Linked DNA regions of Drosophila melanogaster: region 2 is linked to region 1. Evidence: chromatin contacts called from public Hi-C data. All regions are on one chromosome and are shown on one strand. Each heading gives the region's core, a stretch centred on a gene start, on an enhancer-like site or on the middle of the called end of the contact. The rest is flanking DNA. Distances are from core to core; before and after follow the strand shown.

What was found. A called contact is a pair of places that touch in the nucleus more often than the background predicts.
Region 2: a Hi-C map of the Kc167 cell line shows a contact between it and region 1, with 4 times the contacts expected there. The contact joins the promoter of aop here to the promoter of lncRNA:CR46258 in region 1. A contact is called at or near these places in 4 of 107 Hi-C or Micro-C datasets (the Kc167 cell line, the S2 cell line, embryo and 1 more).

The regions. Positions count from the first base shown.
Region 1 is chr2L:488,257-493,230 of dm6, reverse strand. lncRNA:CR46258 (long non-coding RNA:CR46258) reads right to left here and starts at 2,396. Exons shown (of 1, transcript NR_133060.1): 1 at 582-2,396. ush (u-shaped) reads right to left here. Exons shown (of 9, transcript NM_001272902.1): 2 at 1,873-3,714. The coding sequence starts at 1,915.
Region 2 is chr2L:2,176,324-2,181,297 of dm6, reverse strand. It overlaps aop (anterior open), which reads left to right and starts at 2,544. Exons shown (of 4, transcript NM_078731.3): 1 at 2,544-3,451.

The sequences.
Region 1 (4,974 bases), core at 1,147-3,646:
AGTTAATGTTATTTGCTGTTGTTGTTGTTGTTGTGGCTGGCACTGCTGCTGCAATTGTGATAAAACTTTATCGAGTTGCGCTTTGAGTTTTTTCTCGCCTTCAAACACCAACTCCCAACGCCCACTGAGCCATAGAAAACAACGGGACCGAAGTGAGGCAAGTGTGCAAGAGATAAATATGCAAAGCAGAAATGTTAGGGGTGCCAGAGGATGGGGGGGTTGGGGGGTGGATAGCTACCCAGGGATAACCCACAGATAGTGCAGGTGCAACAACAACAACAACAAAAACTATACAGACATCAACAACAGCTGCACTGATAAAAAATACCCTAAATTATCGCAACGCAAATGGTAAAGTTTCTCGTTATCCGTAGCTTAGTACCCTTTAAATAGCTAAAAGTGGTGGTCTTAATGGGTCTTGAAAACTATTAAAATATACAAACAGAATTTAAATAGAACTTTATAAATAGTTTTCAGTTTTCTGCTTAATAGTTCTTGTTAACTATTCCAGCGTATATTGTTTTAAAACTTTTCTTAAAAAGTAATACATTTTCTTATCCACTTATTTGTGAGCTATAAATAAGCCTGATGCTTTCGGAAGGTTATGTGGAATATAATTTCTATTGAAATTAAAGACAGTTCTAGAACTATAAATGACTCAATATACAGCTTGAATTATTGCCAACTAACTTGTATCCATAAGCGCTTATCGAATCAAACGTTCTTCAATAGTTTCTTGATCTATATACAGAGTGTATGGCCCGTCTCGAGATATAGATGGCGTCTTACTGTGCAAGTCCCACTTGCATGAGTCGCGTTGATATCACTCGTTGGGTATTTGTTGGATGTGGGATCGGACGGAATGGAAATGGGTTCTGGGGGCTACGTTCAGATGGGTGTTGGGTGGGGCAGAGTCAGCCAGTCGGGAAACGTGCTTCGAGCAGAAGCAGCAAAAGCGATAAGAAGGCCAAAATGGCAAAATGGATAAGCAACTAACCGTGCGGACTTCGGGGGGCGGAAACTGAGGTGAGTTCAGGTGGTCGGGGTGTCCAGTGTCGCAGGTCCGGCACGTTTTATCGATTTCGATTCCGAAATGCATTCATTGGGTGTCAAATGGTTCGGGCCATAAATATATCAAATGGCAAACAGCGAAATGTAATTAGTTGACACTCTCCGCGCTTCGTAACACTCTCTCTTCTCTCCTCTCTCTTCGCGCTTCCCCCACAATGCTTATGAGGTGTGTCAGCTGCACGTACAACAGGTATCGACATCGATAACGAGACGACAAAGAAATTTTATTTAAATGAGCAAGAAAAGTTGGCTACTTTTTGAGCACCCTTTCATTTTATAAGATCCGTGCCGTTGGAGTACGTCTTTGAAAATATACAGAATGCTGCAAAACCCCACTTCTATCTCTTTTCCTGGTGACAACGATCGCTTTGGACGATCGTTGAACGTTATCAATGCTTAAATAAATCATTTTAATATCGGGTTTCATGCAGTCACAAAATCTTGGATTTATCGTTCGTCACTCGTTTCGTTTTGAATTTTTGTTGGCTGCTTTGTCTTGGCATAGTTAATCAATTTCTTGGATTTCTGTGTTTGCTGTGTGTTCGTCCGCATGTTTTGCTGTCAAAAAACGAGAGCTGCTGAGCAAGCCAGCGAAATTGAATGGGTCAGCTTGCGGTCAGATGGGAAAAGCGATCGTGATTAGTGGAGAGTTACGAGATAGCTTTGTAATGACAAAGTGTAATTTACAAAAGTGCATTTGTTCGTTGAGGCAAAATAATGGTTGCAGATAACTGCACAGGTGCTATAAAAAGAAGGTCGTCGACTAAACCCCGACTTGATAAAACTAAACTTGTAGCTCACCTTTATTCAACGGCTTCGGGTTGGACTGTTTGCGTCGTGACATTTCGAGTCCAGCTGCTGGACCGGAGGTATATCTTCAGCTACGTCGGCATCAAGTCTGCGGAAGATCCAGATTCGCGTTCCTTTTCGCGGACATTTACCGGCGGATGCTATATCGCACTCACACACAGGCACTCACTCTCACACACACGGCGAGTATCAATTATGGGCAATCAATGCGATTACTTGTATTATTTGTATTATTGGCGGCGATTAACAAGCCTTAATGAATTTCTAACGATCGGCGCGACGAAAAACGCGCGCGTTTTATGAACGAAATGGAAGTGGAATATTCCGATTGGAATGCAGCGGGCAGTAATCTCCTGCTCGATCTCGAGTCCCATCAATATCTGATCAGTGTTTTGCTCTTGATATTGCAATTAATATGCAGTCGCGTATTTCTTTACCAAAAGCCTCTCGAAGGGGGCGTGGCATGCGAGGGCGTTCTTAAAGACGTCCGTTCGAAGCAAGCGCTCGCTCACGAATGAAACGCAAAGCGAATCCGAAACCGACACGAAAGCTCTCCAGTTGGCCAAAGAGAGAGAGAGAAGGAGAGAGAGAGGGAGAGAGATAGGGAGAGAGAGAGAGAGGGAGAGAGCGCGCAATCTTATTAGAGCGCGCGCATTTCTTTCCATTTTGTTTTGTACTCGGTTTTTCATCGCTCCGCATGCTTTCGCGTCTGCTTCGCAGTCTGATAAGAATCAAAACAAAAACGCCGAAACATTTACGCACGTTTTCACACTTTTCTCACCATCCTTCCTTCTCTTTCCATTTAACGCATTTGCATCGGTATTTACCAAATTCTTGTTGGAAATTCTTGCTCATTGAAGTTCTCTTCTCCTATATTCTGCCATCTACTAATTGTTGCTACCCACAAGCTGAAAACTACTCGTTCACTTTGGTTTAAGCACTAGATTTTTTTATTTTCTTCCCACTTTCTTTTTTTGTACACTTTTTGACTACAGCAGCTGGCAATAGGCTTTAGTGTTAAAAACCCACAACGCAATTATGAGAAAAATGAAAAGATTCCACTTTGGGCCACTAGTTGGCGCTTTCACACCGCTTGCAAGGCATACTTTTAGGCTTTCCGCATAGATGGCGCCCCAGAAAGGCGCCAATTCAAAAACCTGGTAAATAGTGTTCTTATTTTAACCAAGAGTCACGATAGTTCTTGTCAAAAATAAATGTAAGCAATTACGACATCGTCCACAGAATTCTATTTCCTGTGTGAAGAACCATGGTCAGCATTTTATTTAGCTGCACTTCCGTTTCTTTTTTGCATAATTTCTTCATTTTGTTTCCCTCTGTTCGCTCACCTTTTTGTCTTGTAATTTGCACCTATTGCATGATTTTAATGGAAATTCCTCCTGCTTTGCATTGGACACTCATAGATTTTAAAAATTCGGACAGCAGCGGAAATGAAAAGCTTCCTGCGGGACAATTCCGCAGTTGAAAGGGGTGGGGGCGTTGGTCTAAGGGCAGGGCATGCAAATGGGGATGCATGGCAATAAATATCATAAACCAGTTAGCGACCCGTAATCCGCGCTAACATATGGCCGAGTCGATTAGCCACGGGAACTCCACGAGGTTTCCACCTTCCCCGCCCTCTACCTTGGGTCATTTGCGGTCTCCTTTCGCTCCGTTTCTTACCCATTTTTTCATCGCCGCCCTTCGCTAATCGCTAATGAAGTATACGCACCGTTGACCTTCGGAACGTTCATTACACTTTGTCGTTGGCTTTTTAGGCTATCCCTGATCGCTTTTGGTCTGTTCTCAATGCAATTCGGCAGTCACCCAAAAAACCTATAAATAAATGGAAGCAACAAAAGTAAGTGCAAGTATGCGTTTGCAACATCAATAATGATCGAGGTTGATAGTACTCCGTTGATATACTAAGCTCAAGGATATGACAGTGGATTCCAGAGCTCAATTTTCATATGTAAGCACATTCGAATTCTTAAAAATGTGCCAGAAATATCGAATGTGTCCGTATGCGTCTTCATACCAAATGAATATGTTGCGAAATACTTTCTAAATTCGGCGCTATTCAAAATAATAGCCTTCATTTCAATTGAAAACGAAGATCTTGTTAGAGGGGCGTCGGAAAAAATGACAAGCAACCATAACTAATATTCGGGGGAATCCCAGCAGTTTTAGCTTGAAGTCATGCCTATACTATAATGAGCGAGCTGCTTCTTTGTCCGTAACATCGATGCCAAATCAATCAGCTGCGTATATGCCCAATTTGTCGTAGTGTTTCACCGAATGTATTTCAGTGCCAGTACAAAACCCTCAAAAATACCGCTTCGTTATCCGTAACCGAGTCAGCCTTCCCTGCAATCATAGTGCAATACACTCGCCTGGAGGCCTGATGAGGATGTTCCGAGATTGGGAGCAGGGGCCTATACGAGGTAAGGTGAGCAACTTCCAGGTCAAGCAACTTCTGGCGGCAAGGCCATGCCCGTGACTAAAATGGAAATGAAAATGACAGCCGCGAAATAATAAAACAAAACAAAAAGTTAACCGAATATCTGCCGAAATTTTTGACGGGGGAGCTAATATCATTGACCCAAGGTGCAGTTACCTTGCGTGTTCACGCCGAGTGCAATGATCCGATGATTCGCCGGCATCCGATCGGAAACGACACGTTCCAACCCTGGACGAGGCGACCTTACCCTGAGCGCACTAATTTATGGACGACATGGGAAATGGGGGTCAATACACTGAGCCAGCAAATAGTGAAAAGTAAAGTTGGCGATTTAATATTTTCAAATCTTCGAAATGGTTGGACTTTGGTTCACTGAGGTTCAATCGCCAATAGAGTAACTGTTTGCAATCTAATCACTTGCTGCTGTTAAACCCATAATGGTAAATGTATTTTGAAATTATTTAAATTCTCCAAGGTCAACCGCTTTAGTTTGACTTCGTCAAGAACATTACGATGGGATAAACCTCACGTTTTGCAAATAAATTTGTTCTTAGAACTTTTTTCTTGTTATTTTAGCTTGCTTCAAAGAATGAATACTTTTTTTTCATGTGCAGGGCGTTCTCCATTAGCCTTGC
Region 2 (4,974 bases), core at 1,295-3,794, 1.7 Mb before region 1:
TCATTTTTTTTTTAATGCAGTAAAGGGTATTCATTAGCTAGAGAATTACTATGATATCAAACTGAAAGGATTACATCTGCTTTAGATACATACGCTCCAGACAGGCGCATTCGTTTGTTCCTGGGTCACCTGCCGCACACCTCCACCGAATCCCCAATCGCCACCCCCTTCTGCACCACCACCACCCCCTGCTGTTTAGTAAGTTTAGTAATTGGCAAATTACCAGCAACAAATAAATAAAAGGGGACGAAAAGCAAAGAACAAGAAGCGAGGCGCGTCTGGAAATACTTCCGCATCGGGAGGCGACTTTGTCGGGTCTGCGACCAGACTTATTTATAGATCTGGGACTATACCATATAGTGCAGGGCATATATCAAATCGCTGGCTGTCTGGCGGACCTCTGCTACTATATGTACACATACATATGTATGTGACCATGTGTGCCGTGCTTACATATGTGCGGCCATATCTGTGTTTTGGTGTCTGATTCTAGAGCACAAGTGGATGCCACTTGGCTGCCGCTGCCTCCGCCTCTGGACATTGGCATTCTATTTTAATGAATTATCTGCACTTAGGCATCGAACTAAGAACTAACAACTAAGAACTAAGAGCTGCGACTATAGCGATCACCCGACAAGTCGGATGGATCTGAATGGAGTGGGAGGTGGCGCAGCAGAGGCGTACTGGTTGCATTGCAATGGCGAAATACAGATGTACAAACGCTGATTGGCTCAATTGGACGACTATTTGAACTCTGACCCCTGTGCGATCCTCATCGGCAGCTCTGCCCCTTCCGCCCCGTCCTCCTCCTCCGCCAGCCACCCTTTCACCCTGGAATTTCCCGATGGGCGACGCACCATGACCGAAGCTACTAATTTGGGCCAGTGATCGTCGCTGCGGCGATCACTTGGAAACGTCGTCATCGCCATCGCAGCTATCGACGGAAAAGATAGCACTTGAAAAAAATATCTCTATTATATTTCTTAATTAGAGTCACAATCTAAAAGTTCTTTAATGTTTCATATCACGAGGCTTACTCGCTAAACTATTTATAGCCATAAAAATACATGTTACTATTTATTACTTACCTAAATGCCCATTAATCTAGATTTTCTTTCAGTGCATACCCACGGAACTGAGCAGGGGCGTGCAGGGCGTGGGCGGGGTCGTCCGGCTGGTCGCCGTTTATGGGCATTTGACTTGAAATGTCAACGTAAACGTTGCTCGTTGCTCGGGGAGAAACTGGTTAGCCAACTGAGGCGACTGGAGACCCCAAAGCGGATGCAGTGCAACTGAGCGCATCTTCAGGCCCACCGACCGACCGACCAACCGACCGTCCAAGCAACCTGACGAGGAACCCCAGCCCCGCCCCCTTTCCAAAGAGATTTTCCGTCGCAGCCGAGCGGAAATGTTCCAACAATTTATAATTAAAGATTGCCAACTGGTTTCCATGAAGATCCAAGATTTATGGGATCGAAAACACCTATCAGCTAGCACCTCCAAACATTTTGTATTACAATAGAGCGCTTTTCCCAGGCGCGTGGCGCTTATTTCATTTTCGGCCAGGGGGTCGTATTCATAATTATTTCAAATGCTTGAGAGCATTATCGCACACTGATTAGAGTTCACGGAATTGTCTTATCTATGGTTTATGTGCAAAAAGCTCGCCAATAGTCACAATTGACAGCTAATGGGTATGGCATGCTCGATCATTTCAAGTTTCCAGTCACAATAGGTGTGTATGTTATCTAGTGAGAGAACGATCCCTTGGTATTTCGGCGCCCATGCTTCTGGTATCAGCATGAATCGTTTGTTTAAACTTTATCTTCTATTGATTAACAACTAAATCGAGCGCCCCACGCGAATTCGACGCCGCCCACAGACAGCGGTTGCCTATTGAGTTGTTTCGTAGTAAACTTTGGTGGGTTTTAAATTATTTAAATTATTACCTCTGCGAGCTGTTGCTTCTTTCGTTGCCAAGGAAGTGGATGGTGGATCTGTAAATGTTTACGCGCCTAATGATTTGTTTGTGGTCTTTGCACACACTCCTACTTCTCAGAGTATAATAACATAATCGAGATTATTATGGCAATTGTGGGGAATCTGGGAATTTTAAAAAATTACGAACATAAAATACGTATGTTAATTGAGATTATTGTGAAATTATTCCGGAATTGGAATTGGAATTTTGTGGCGCATGCAAGTCTCTCAAGCTCTGATATAAGATTGTTTATAAATATTGAAATATAATGAGCAGCTCAGGGGTGTCTTTCAATCGTTAAAACTTTAACTCATATAAGACTGGCGCATCAAAGCTTCACTGTACCTCAAAATATAGGTCCGATTTAAGATATAAATCTTGGACGCTAAAACGGATACGGATCAAAGCGCGACTTCCTTAAAAAATTATCTTATTTTCGTATTCTTCACCAGTTCTTTTTGAATTGTTTTTGCTGTATGTCGCTCTCTTTGCTTCTCTTTCTCTTTCGATTCTCTCTCCGCATGCGCCGACTTGTTCATGTTCGCCGCCTGTTCGAATCGAATCGGCAGTCAAAAAGAAACTGCCGTGCTGGGCGGACGTGTAGAAGAGTCGCTCCTGAAAGCAACTAGACATTCTGCTGTAAATGGCAAACTAATATGTTTTAAATTGATTAATTCACAATTAATAGAATTTAATTCGTGCGCGGCGTTGAGGAAATAAACGGTTCTTCTTAACTCGGTGTGTGTTTACATTGCCCGGTGTGTGTGTGCGCGAAACGGAAATAAAAAATAAACAAGAGCGACAGCAACAACGCCAACAACAACAGCAACATCAGCGAGAGCAAAGCAACGCAACAAGAAGTGCAAGCAAAAGTGAAAAGGAAGACGAAAGAGGAAATGCCAAAGTACAACAACAAATACACGAACAAAACGCCAGAGTGCAAGTGCATCGCGTGAGTGTCTTACAGTGTGCGTGTGCGTTTGTGTGCCCGCGTCTGCCTGTGTGTGCGTGCTGCTGAGGCGGCGGCGGAAGTAAAAACGCTTGACTTCGCCTTCTTCTTATTCATTTGCTCCGCTTTACGGCTGGCATTTGTCGCAGAACGAAGCGAAAACAAAAACAAAAACAGAGAGCCTGGATTAGCCCCAAAAGCACACAACCACCGCCCACGCGGCGCCCCTCACCAAAAGGAAACAGCAACACAAACAACAATGGCAACTTGGCGCGACGCCCTCTTCGTCATCAGCAGATAACAACAAGAACAACATCGAATTAACAGAAACAAAACCAAAAACAAAAATAAAACAAGAAAGCGAAGCAAAAGCTAAAGCATTCTGGGATCTGGACATATCCGCTTCCGCGTTGCTTCTGTCGCTAAAAAGCTCAAGAATCGAATCCGAAGCCCAACGCAAACAGACAAATTCACTCACTCACCTTACAGTACGTAACCACAGTGCACAGTGGAGCAAACAGGTGAGAATTTTGATAATTTGTATACTTTTTGTTGTGAACTGTTAAATTAACCATTGTCAAAATAGTAGCAGAAAAGAGTGTCAAAAATAAAAACATTTTTTCTCAATATGTAAGCACAATGGTTTTTATATCTGGAGTTCTTTTATATTCGTAATCGTGCAAGAATCGGTGTTTACAGACATTACCCCTGTATCACTCCATTGCCGTCGTTGCTTTTTTTTACGAATTGGTTAAAACACCATCTTTTGGTACATGTATTTCCCATAACTACGTCACAATGGTCATGGAAACAGAAAAGTGTCTTGTCTGAGCAGCTGATAAATAATTGCTCCACCTTAATCTGGCTTTGGTTATCTGCTGCATATGACTTCCCCACTTCGCTCCACCCGACGTCTTACAATGTCTGAGTTTTGGTCTCTGGTTGAGGTCAACAATTTGTCGGATCTACACGTGTAAACAGATAACTTGGGCTATATTTGGTTCGCAGTACACTCATATGAGATGGATGAAGACTCGGCAACAACGGTTTATCTAAGGTTTAGTTGATTTATTTGCCTGTTCAGAGGATCTGATTGTGGCGTTTTCATTTGGGGCTTGTTTAAATAATAAGAGTTACAATTTTATGGGGATCTTGGGAGTGGTTTTATAGTTTAATTATTGTTTTGTTATCTGATTGTTGCGCATAATTTGTTGTATGTTCTTCTTGTTTCCAAATATGATTAGATATTTCTTACAGTCTAGTTGGATTGTGATTAATTATTACCTGTGGTTGGTTGAGAACCATATGCAAATACTCATAGCTCAGTCTAGTAACAATATGATATGATAGTAATTTCTCTTCCCAAGCCCAGTGTCTTGACTCTCATTGTATGCACGGTACGCTTCACCGATTCCCTAGCATTCTACAATACGAACAAGATCGATTCACTTGGAAAATAGCCTCTTCTATTTTCACATTCCACTCCACATTACGGTACCTGGGTGCTTTTCGTAATGCCCGTTGCATCATATTGGCCAGGTCCGAGTTTTCCGCCACAAAAATGATGAAAACGGTAATTATCGGAGTGCATATCGGTGTGCTTTGCGCTATATGCTATATGCTATAGAACCGGGCTTTCGGAATCGTTCTTTCTGTTCGGTTCACGAGTCTCTTGTTGCATGCACTTTTCTATGGAAGTGAAGTGAAACAAAAGCGGAGCGTTGAGCTCCAATTAGGGTGACTCCGGCGACTCTGGCAAGCGTCAGCGAAATCTTATCGCAGGGGCGCTATGGCGAAAAGAAATGCCCACACTGTCATAAAAGCGTATGTACATACTTATGTGCATATACATATATGTAGTATGTACATTTAAAAAAAGTAAAACAGCCAGCGGAATTGTGTTTATTTATTTGCTTTTGCCGACCGACGACGTCGAACAAATCAGCCAAACAGTTCCTGCTTCTGCCGCAGCTATAAGGTATATATGTATGTATGTGATTTCAGGGGGTGGCGGTGGGGGGAGCGAACTAGACACACACCTGAT